Linked DNA regions of Gossypium hirsutum: region 2 is linked to region 1. A link is a contact called in public Hi-C data. All regions are on one chromosome and are shown on one strand. Each heading gives the region's core, a stretch centred on a gene start, on an enhancer-like site or on the middle of the called end of the contact. The rest is flanking DNA. Distances are from core to core; before and after follow the strand shown.

Region 1 (4,434 bases), core at 519-3,018:
GTTTACAAGTTCATTTCTTTAAACATTTTTTAGTCTCAAATTTTTATAATATTAAAATAACTTAATAAATTCACTTTTATTACACCTTTATTTTATCATATGAATTCAATTTCTTTTGAAGGATCATATGAATTCAATTGAACCACAACTAAACCTAATTATGAAAATTTATTTATATGGTTTGTCTCCACACCACATGTTGATCATTTTAGGAATGACCCAAATCTGTATACAAGTCAGCTCAGCCAATTTTTGGAGGAGTGTGTGCTTACTTGTTGCAGACATTCTTAAGTACATGAAACACTGACCATAACCAAATTCTTTAACTCTTTTTTTCAAACAAGGAAAACCCTACAGTTTATATACTCACAAATCTTGTATTTACGTATGAAAAATCCATTCTTAAAGTTATTTCATGGTCGATAAAGAACATAGTTTTCTTCTTTTGCCTTGTAAGAAAAGTAGTATATTAAGGCAGGCTTTGTCAAAAAATATCCATACAAATATACAAAATAGAGTATCTGCATCAATTTTAGTTTTCAAACTTAAAAGAGAAGAAAAAAGAAGAGATATTTTGGTTTTTGTCTTAAAATATTATAAAAAGGACTATATTGATAAATATAATGAAAAGAGAAGTAATTTTGTCCTAAATTCAGATTTCGCCCGGAATATCAGATTACTAAGAAAGAGGCCATAACACCCTATACTATTACGGGATGGCCAGAATGTTGAAATCCAAACACCTTAGTCTGGAATGTATGTTAAGCGGCAAACCAAACACCCCCAAGAGAAAACTAGATGCCTACCCACACTACTAGCGCCATAAAGAAAAGGAGCTTTGCTTCTAATTAAAGATGCTGCAGGGGGTAAAGATGAAAATAGGAATAACTAGAAACAGTATGCAGAAAAATACCAGTGTTGACAGCAATCAAGAACCCCCCTGTCAATAATAATATCCATGCATATCCCGCATCTTCCGCCATCGAAATTAGAAAGATCCTGCATTTAAAAGGAAAAAGAAAAGAACACACACATTCAAGACTCTAAATCAAACAACTATCATAAACCAGTGCAAGTATTTGAATACTTTTTCCACGCATCTAACACTAGAGTTTTTCAACTTTCAGCTACAAAAATCAATGAAACTAGGATAAAATTGAAAACAAAATAAAGAATACAGTAAAATGAAATGAAATAACCGAAATAATAATAATCCGAATAATCATTTAACTAGAAGCTTACATTGTTTTGATCAATAACTGGAATAGTATCCTCCTCCAAAATTTCACTTGCAACCAAATCCACATCCATTTTTATCTTTTCAAAATTACAAACCTGTCAAGAATAAATGAAAACCTACAAGAATAACAACAAAAACCCAGTAAAATATCAAAATCATATAAAAAATCAAATGATCAAAGATACATGCATACTTAGGATCGTCTAGGTATGCATATATCGATGTTATTCAAAAACTTGATTAAGTTGCTAACCTCACAGAAATAGGGATTTTCAAAGAAGTTTAAGAGGTCAATTCAGTAATTAAATAAAAAAATAGAAATAAAAAAAGAGAGAGAGATATGAAAAATGGGAGGATTCAGAAAGATTAGTTACCTTTTAAAGCGAAAAGATTAAAAGCAAATGAAAGAAGAGTCCGCCATTCCCTTTCTCGTGTCTGTATCGCTGAAGTGAAAGATGTGATGAGGATCAAGAAAGGGTATCTTCATAACTGCGGGTTTCGAAAATTGAAAACGTTTCGACCCTGGCATAACTCAGGAGCTTAATATGCTGCCTTAAAGCCTAATATGTATCTTGGGCTTTGATATGGGGCAACTAAAGCCCAATATTTGGGCTATCCCAAGTTAATAAATAAATGAAAATGATTGTCTTCTTTTTGGCCCATTATTTTTTTCTTCTTTCTAGAAGTAGAATTAAAATAGGATTTTTTTTTTGGGTAATATGAGGAAGTAATGAGTGACCTTAAACAGCTAAAGAAACTTGTCAACAATAGTCTCTGCATTCGTCTCCCAATAAATGTCAAATATAGGTCCTAAATAAAGTTAAAACTATTTTTTTTTCTTTTTTCTTAGATCGAATCCAAGCTCTCATGTTTACAATATAATACTTTTATTACTGCATTAAGAGTTTATTGTACATATTTTCTATGTTATAATTCCAAATAAAATTCCCTATTCCATGTTACAGTTATCGGTTGTTACATTCTCTTTATTATTAAAACTAAAAGGTAAACATTCATTTAAAGAATTAAAAAAGAATCTGCTTTTATAGTCAGTTGGTACAATCCTCTCCTTATAACACCCTAAGAGTTTCTATAAGACATAAAACACTATTTTAGAATCAAATATAGTAAATTTTTAAGAAAATTAGAAAATGAGTCAAATAAAGAATTTTTATGAAATAAAAAATGATATTAGAGATGAAAATCAAAGAAAGATATTATGGATGTGGAAATGTGGCAAAAAGGATTAAATTGTAATTTTAGAAAATTACCGATACCAAATTAAGCTTTGATGTTTCATAAAATCAAGTTAAAATCATAAGGTATCGATACTTGGATCAATGTACCGAAATTTCCTTATAGTTACGATACCTTACCTTATTCTTGATACCAAATTGACCTTCTATTTGTTTGTAAAACCGATTGAAAATACTAGGCATTGATACTCTTACTAGGGTATCAATACCTTAAAGAAAATGTGACAAAAACTATCATTTGGTCCCTTTTCATGCCAAAACCAAAATTGGTTAAGATGGTGCACTTAACCACACATCATACCTACACAAAATACTCCAAAATACATACCAATCAATGCATATAGCCATTACCAATTCAAAACATCTTTGATAATAATTCAATCCAACAACTTGTTTAAAACACAAACTAGTCTTTCTTCTTCCAAGCCATTCAAATCACATACCAACGATGTTATTTCTAAGTTCAATTCTTACCATTAGCACATTTAAACAAACCATTAAAACACTATGTATATATATTAACATAACATGACCAAATCATGCTTTAATACAAATGTAAGCATTATCATTTCATAATATATATACTAGTCCAAATTCAAACCAAGCATGTAGTTACAAGTTGACTCACTTTTACTACCTATGTACATGCCACATAATCGAAATTAAAACGAGCAAAAGACTATTGAAACATTGATAGGATAGTGTGAGCTTTGTGATGGTCCAATCGACATGTTCCGTAAACTGACGATCTACAACGAAAAAGGAGATAATGGGTAAGATTTTGAATGCTTAGTAAGTCCATATTAAATTTACTTAAGACATGTTCCGTAAACTGACGATCTACAACGAAAAAGGAGATAATGGGTAAGATTTTGAATGCTTAGTAAGTCCATATTAAATTTACTTAACTTACCTTAACACTACAACAATTTTTACAATTGTCATACAATGATATCTAATATGGCATCTTTGGCAACCTTACACTTCCATAAGAATTTCAACCAATGTATCAAATGGGTTAGTTCAAAATCATATCATGAACTTATAACACAATCATATATGTATATAACATTCCATCATATAACATATGCAACTTAATTGCAACGACCCAATAGTTAGGGGTGTCGAAAAAGTGTATTTTCGGGACACTGTTTCTACAAATTGGACCTATAAATATTTTTATTAAATATTTACGGAGTCATTTTAGAGGCAAATTAAATTTTTAGTAAACAATTTTCTTGAACTAAGAGTTATTAAGGTATACAGACCAAATAGTGAAAGAGTCAAAAGTTGAATTATAGATTGAAATTAATTAAAAAGACTAAAGTAATAATTCTACCAATGTTTCTTTGGTCATAATGTAGCATTTATGATATATATTATATATTATGTTAACTTAATAAAACTTATGTTATAATAATAAATAAAATGAAAACAAAATGAAAAGAATTATAATGGAAAGTGGCATGAAAGAGAATGTTTTAATTCTCTTTTACATGCAATTTCGAAATTAGGGAGAAGCAAAGGAACTTGGACAGCCATAAGGGTTTTTAAAACATTCAAGCTTCAATTGGTTAGTCAATTTAGTTCTTTTTTTTGTAATTTTTATGTTTTTTGAATCCCGGTACTTAGAACTTGTCAACCCAAGTTACAATTTTTAGTATTGTTCAAGATTTAAGATGTTAACATTGTTGATTAGTTAGAATTTTTGGGATTATATTGACAATTTTTAAGTTAGAATTGAAAAATGACTAAATTGTGGAGTTAAATGTTAATTTTGAGCAATAAGGACTAAATTGTGAAAAATTCAAAATTAAGGAGTATTAAAAATAGGGAGCTAAATTTAGCTTAGAGTGAAATTAGTATAAAATTTTGATGTTAAATATGGAGATTAAAATTAGTCTCAATTTAGGGACTAAATTCAAGAATAAACAAAAT
Region 2 (4,434 bases), core at 583-3,082, 140 kb after region 1:
CGCAATCACATAGCGGGGATTTCCATCAATTGAGACTATTGAGTCATTACAATGAGACGATGGAGGTTTATACTCGTAAATAGCACCAAAGATGCAAAAATCAACATCATCAATCAGCTTACGAACCAACTTAAAATGAAAGAACTCCCACCAGGGAGGAGCCAATGCTTGAGAACCTTCACGTTTTTCCTGACGGTCTCGCTCCAAGATATACACACCCTCAACCAAACTGGCTGCTACTGACCTTCGATGATGTGCATTATTCCTGTGCCAAAAAACATTTCAGAATATTACACATTATTCACCTTCTAAGATTAAAACTGATTCAAAGATCCACAACTTCTAACAATACATATATGGAAATTGACAACATGGATCTTACCAATCAATATTGGTTAGGTGTAATGGACCCGAAAGACCAAAAACTTCCCTCTCAGAGGCCATCACAGTATTCACGGTTTTTTTTCTCGTTGATATTTTAGAAACCCTTACCTGTATGCACAAGTGAAACATAAATTACTTCCTACGTAATAGAAGATATAATCTAAATATGTGCTCAATAGGATGCATTTATCAGGGCAAAGCTAACATCAACAAGTACATGCAATGTTCCTAAGCTTCAAAAACTATCCGATTCCAACATTTTTCAAACGCCTATTTAGAATCATCTAAACTAGGTTGGTACCAAACCATCTTTTGAGCACCTAGATAAGTTCCAAGAACAATTTACTACATTCGGTCTGGCAGAAAAAACTAGCAGTATCTGAACTAAGTTTTTACTGAAACATTTGCTCAAAGCCAGCCCGTGGTGACTAAGTAACACTCAGAGAACTGCAAAATCCAAGGTCTGATGACCATCATATAGATTAAATACCACAGAATCTCGTGCTTTAACTCTCACTGCAAGTTTTTTGGAATATTTAAGTATGATTTCGCTTTTGTCTTTTACAGTTTGTAGCCTTCTGGCGCTGATTGCAGCCAAATATAAGAAATTATTAAAACAAACCCAGAAAAAAAGTGATCCAAGATTCAAAACCATATAAGAAAAGAAGGATCAATCTTATTATATACATTAAATGACTTCATATGGAGTACCCCCCCCCGGGTAATCCTAATGCAAAATTTTTAATCTAATTTCTACGCATCATAAAAAAATTTGGTGTAGATCCATCAACATCTCTATAGCCTATGAGACATAATGACAAGCAATAAAACCCCCCCAAAAAAATGCATCAGCAATTCAACAGAATCAAGAAATGAACTGATTGAAGAGCAAAACCAACAACAGAAAATGGCTGAAAAACACCATCAATCAATGCACTTTATTATTTTCAAGTTTTCCATCTACATTACTTGAACAACTACATTAAGTCCCAAAAACAAACAGCGTAAAAGAAAGATAAAGTAGATCGAGACGAACCCATCGAGATAAAATGGTTAAAACAATAGAATAACCAAATGCTGTTCTGATTCAGAAATCAGATAGCAGTAATGGGGAAAAATTGAAGGAAAGACGGTTACCTTTTATACTGGAATTGAGAGGTAAGAGCAGATCTGGGAGCCGTATGTATGATATTTGTGATGATAGCTTTTAATATTTTGAAGCAGTTGGTTGGCGACACAGGACATTAAGCATCGTTAAAATCTCTTTCTTCCAACACCAGCAATAGCAAATAGATCTCGTACCATGTTCACTATTTTATTAAAACGTCGCCGGCCCATCGACATAAGCCCCAGGGAATGTGGACCTACAATTACTGTAGGTTTTTTTTTTGTCGAGAAAGGATCGTGTATAACAATAATACAAATAATATAATATCCCGATTTCATGTGACTTCATTGATATTTAGGCTCTTATATTGTAATATATAGTTTGATTAGCCGAATGACCTAAAACAAACTTTTAAAAAAAAATTATAATTGTAGAAAATCTACCAGAATTATAATTTTTCATTAAAACAAAATTACCTTTCGAAATGATATATTTAAGATAGTGGCAAGACAAGATGTAGCAAACATTTCTATATTATATATTTTCATAAAAATGTAGCATACGCAACAAATGATATTGCTCTCACAATGATGATGGTAAAACTATGACTACATTTAACTGCCGTTAAGAAATGAAATACATTAAAAAAGAAGAAAAAAAACAACCCTCCCCTAGGTGACGACTCCCTGCTCATACATATCATAAATGAAAGAATGAATTATGTTTTGCCTGCCCAATCAAAAACAATTTCGCCACCCTACTTGGACCAAGCAACTGTATCAATTTCTGCTTGAGCACTACGGTATAATTCCAGCCTCTTTGCGAGAGCACTGCGTCGCTCCATGACTGCTGGATCCTCATTCAACAATGCCGACAATCGTTTTTGCTACAAGAATTTTTCCCAAGTCAATCACACTAATCATCTATTGTCCCCAGAGTTCATAAGGAGATGCTAAGAGAGCAACAATTCTTACCTCCAGTTTACCCAACTCAGTGTAGAAGAAGTCAAGCAGGCTTCTTTTAGCTTCACGGACTTGACAGTAAACAATGGACTTTGGAATCGAGTGGCGCAAAGTGGCGCAAACCATGTTAACATAGGACAAAATAGTTGTTCCTGCCCATATATCATTGGTCAAACCCATTATCTGTTAAATGATTAAGATCTATCATTCAAGAAACCTTTTTCTTTTTTTCAGGAACCTACCTATTCTCCTCAGGTATGTTTCATGATATCTGTCAAATATTGATTGCGTAGGGTTGCCACCTTTCTCGACATCTTGAGGAAGCTTTCGGAAGAATTCAACTGTAAGGTAACAACATTCCATATCAACCAGTTGAAGCGCTGCTTTCTTGCTCTGATCCCTCATTCTGTCAAGAGACTCGATTGCAGCATTTCCAACCTCTACTCGGAGACCAGGGTACTGCTTTAATTCCTGAAAACCAAACCAAGTTGAAATATAAACTCAAGGGCAATAGATAACAAACAAAAGTAAGGTTAATGGTATGACTTATAATCATCCAATAGGCATGATTTCTCTTGAGACATAAATAAGATAAGCAAAGAAGGGAACATACTGGAGTCTCACCGATAGCCTTGTGAACCAGATCCTTCAAAATGGAATGAACCTGAAAAGTGTGATAAAGGAAATCAACCCAATCTGAAGCATGATGCACTGGATAAATAAAAGTTTTATGCGAAAATATGCCGTTTCTGTTTATAAAACAGTTATGCGCCATATGATTTATGTATAAGGTAGACTTATGGAGCAATTTATGCGGATTTCAATGAAGAGGTCCCCCCTACACTTCCTTCCCCAAAAGAGGAAAAAAAAGTTCAGTCATGATCCTTCTCACCCAGGATAAGAAAAAGTAATCCCTCCTAATGTCTAAAGATTTCTAAGAAAAAAATGGCTATGGTGTGAAAGAATGGTAAACATGATTAATCAGAAAGGGATACACAACAGCAACCTTACGAACATTGATTGAAATTTTTAGATTAAGAAATAAATAGAAGAAAATATCAATCTTCGAAAATTTTTGCATGAAGAGACCAATGATGCTAAGGATCTGGCCAAAACAAATAATGCTAAGAGAAAAGAGAGGAAAACCAGAATAATATTTACAAGTCAAATTGAACATAATATTCCGTTTCCCAAGATTTCTTTCATACCGCATCAACCGCAGCCTCCGCCGGACCTCGGATAGTAACTAGAGTAGATTCAATCAAACGACGATATCCTTGTTCGGGAGCTATTAAATGTGGTTGATAACCATCAGCTTCAGTAATGAGCTTCTTAATATTCTCCATAGATAGTTGCCTGTCAAATTGCAACCTTTTCAAAGCAGCAGGAAGTTGGTTGTCAAAAACATTGTAAACCTTATCACCACCGGAACGCCTGTGAACAAAAATTCAACGTCATCAAAAATAGCAAAAAATGAGTGAACCTGGAGACAGGTAACTTAAGGATTATAGTAAAAAACAAAATGTGATACATACACGCCATCCAGATGTTCTCGGAAGTTTTGGTCAAAAAGACGGCATATCTCCATGATTGAGTACAACTTTCCCTGTATAAAAATTTAAGCCATCAGCAATTCTCAAAGAACTTTTAACCGAGAATCATCTGCAATTAGAAATGGCTGAGCATATCCAAACTTCAGCCACACACACAAGATAGAGAGAGATAAGAGGAAGAGAACACTTACGCCTGCATCAGCAGCAATAGGCCTTCCGAGACGACTCAATTCAGTTTCAAGTTCAACAATTGTTTTACTAATAAGGGACTGAATGCCTGGAATTCTGGACTTGATTACAGTTTCCAAATGCTGAAACATTAACCAGAATGACAACATTAATACCAACTGAAGAAAATGTAGCACTGAATCCAGTACCATCATTACCTTTACAAGGGAAAATTAAGGATTAAATAGGTTTTAACAAA

Evidence for each region. A called contact is a pair of places that touch in the nucleus more often than the background predicts.
Region 2: a Hi-C map of leaf shows a contact between it and region 1, with 2.6 times the contacts expected there. The contact joins the promoter of LOC107893960 here to the promoter of LOC107946959 in region 1. A contact is called at or near these places in 7 of 34 Hi-C or Micro-C datasets (callus, leaf and seedling).

The regions. Positions count from the first base shown.
Region 1 is chrA08:79,846,713-79,851,146 of Gossypium_hirsutum_v2.1, forward strand. It overlaps LOC107946959, which reads right to left and starts at 1,769. Exons shown (of 15, transcript XM_016881473.2): 1 at 1,615-1,769; 2 at 1,243-1,356; 3 at 914-999. The coding sequence starts at 1,311.
Region 2 is chrA08:79,988,532-79,992,965 of Gossypium_hirsutum_v2.1, forward strand. LOC107893960 (GDSL esterase/lipase At4g10955) reads right to left here and starts at 1,833. Exons shown (of 3, transcript XM_016819121.2): 1 at 1,522-1,833; 2 at 383-492; 3 at 1-265. The coding sequence starts at 444. It overlaps LOC107893959 (dynamin-related protein 5A), which reads right to left. Exons shown (of 16, transcript XM_016819120.2): 10 at 4,199-4,318; 11 at 3,990-4,060; 12 at 3,663-3,888; 13 at 3,068-3,118; 14 at 2,697-2,925; 15 at 2,467-2,606; 16 at 2,010-2,378. The coding sequence ends at 2,250.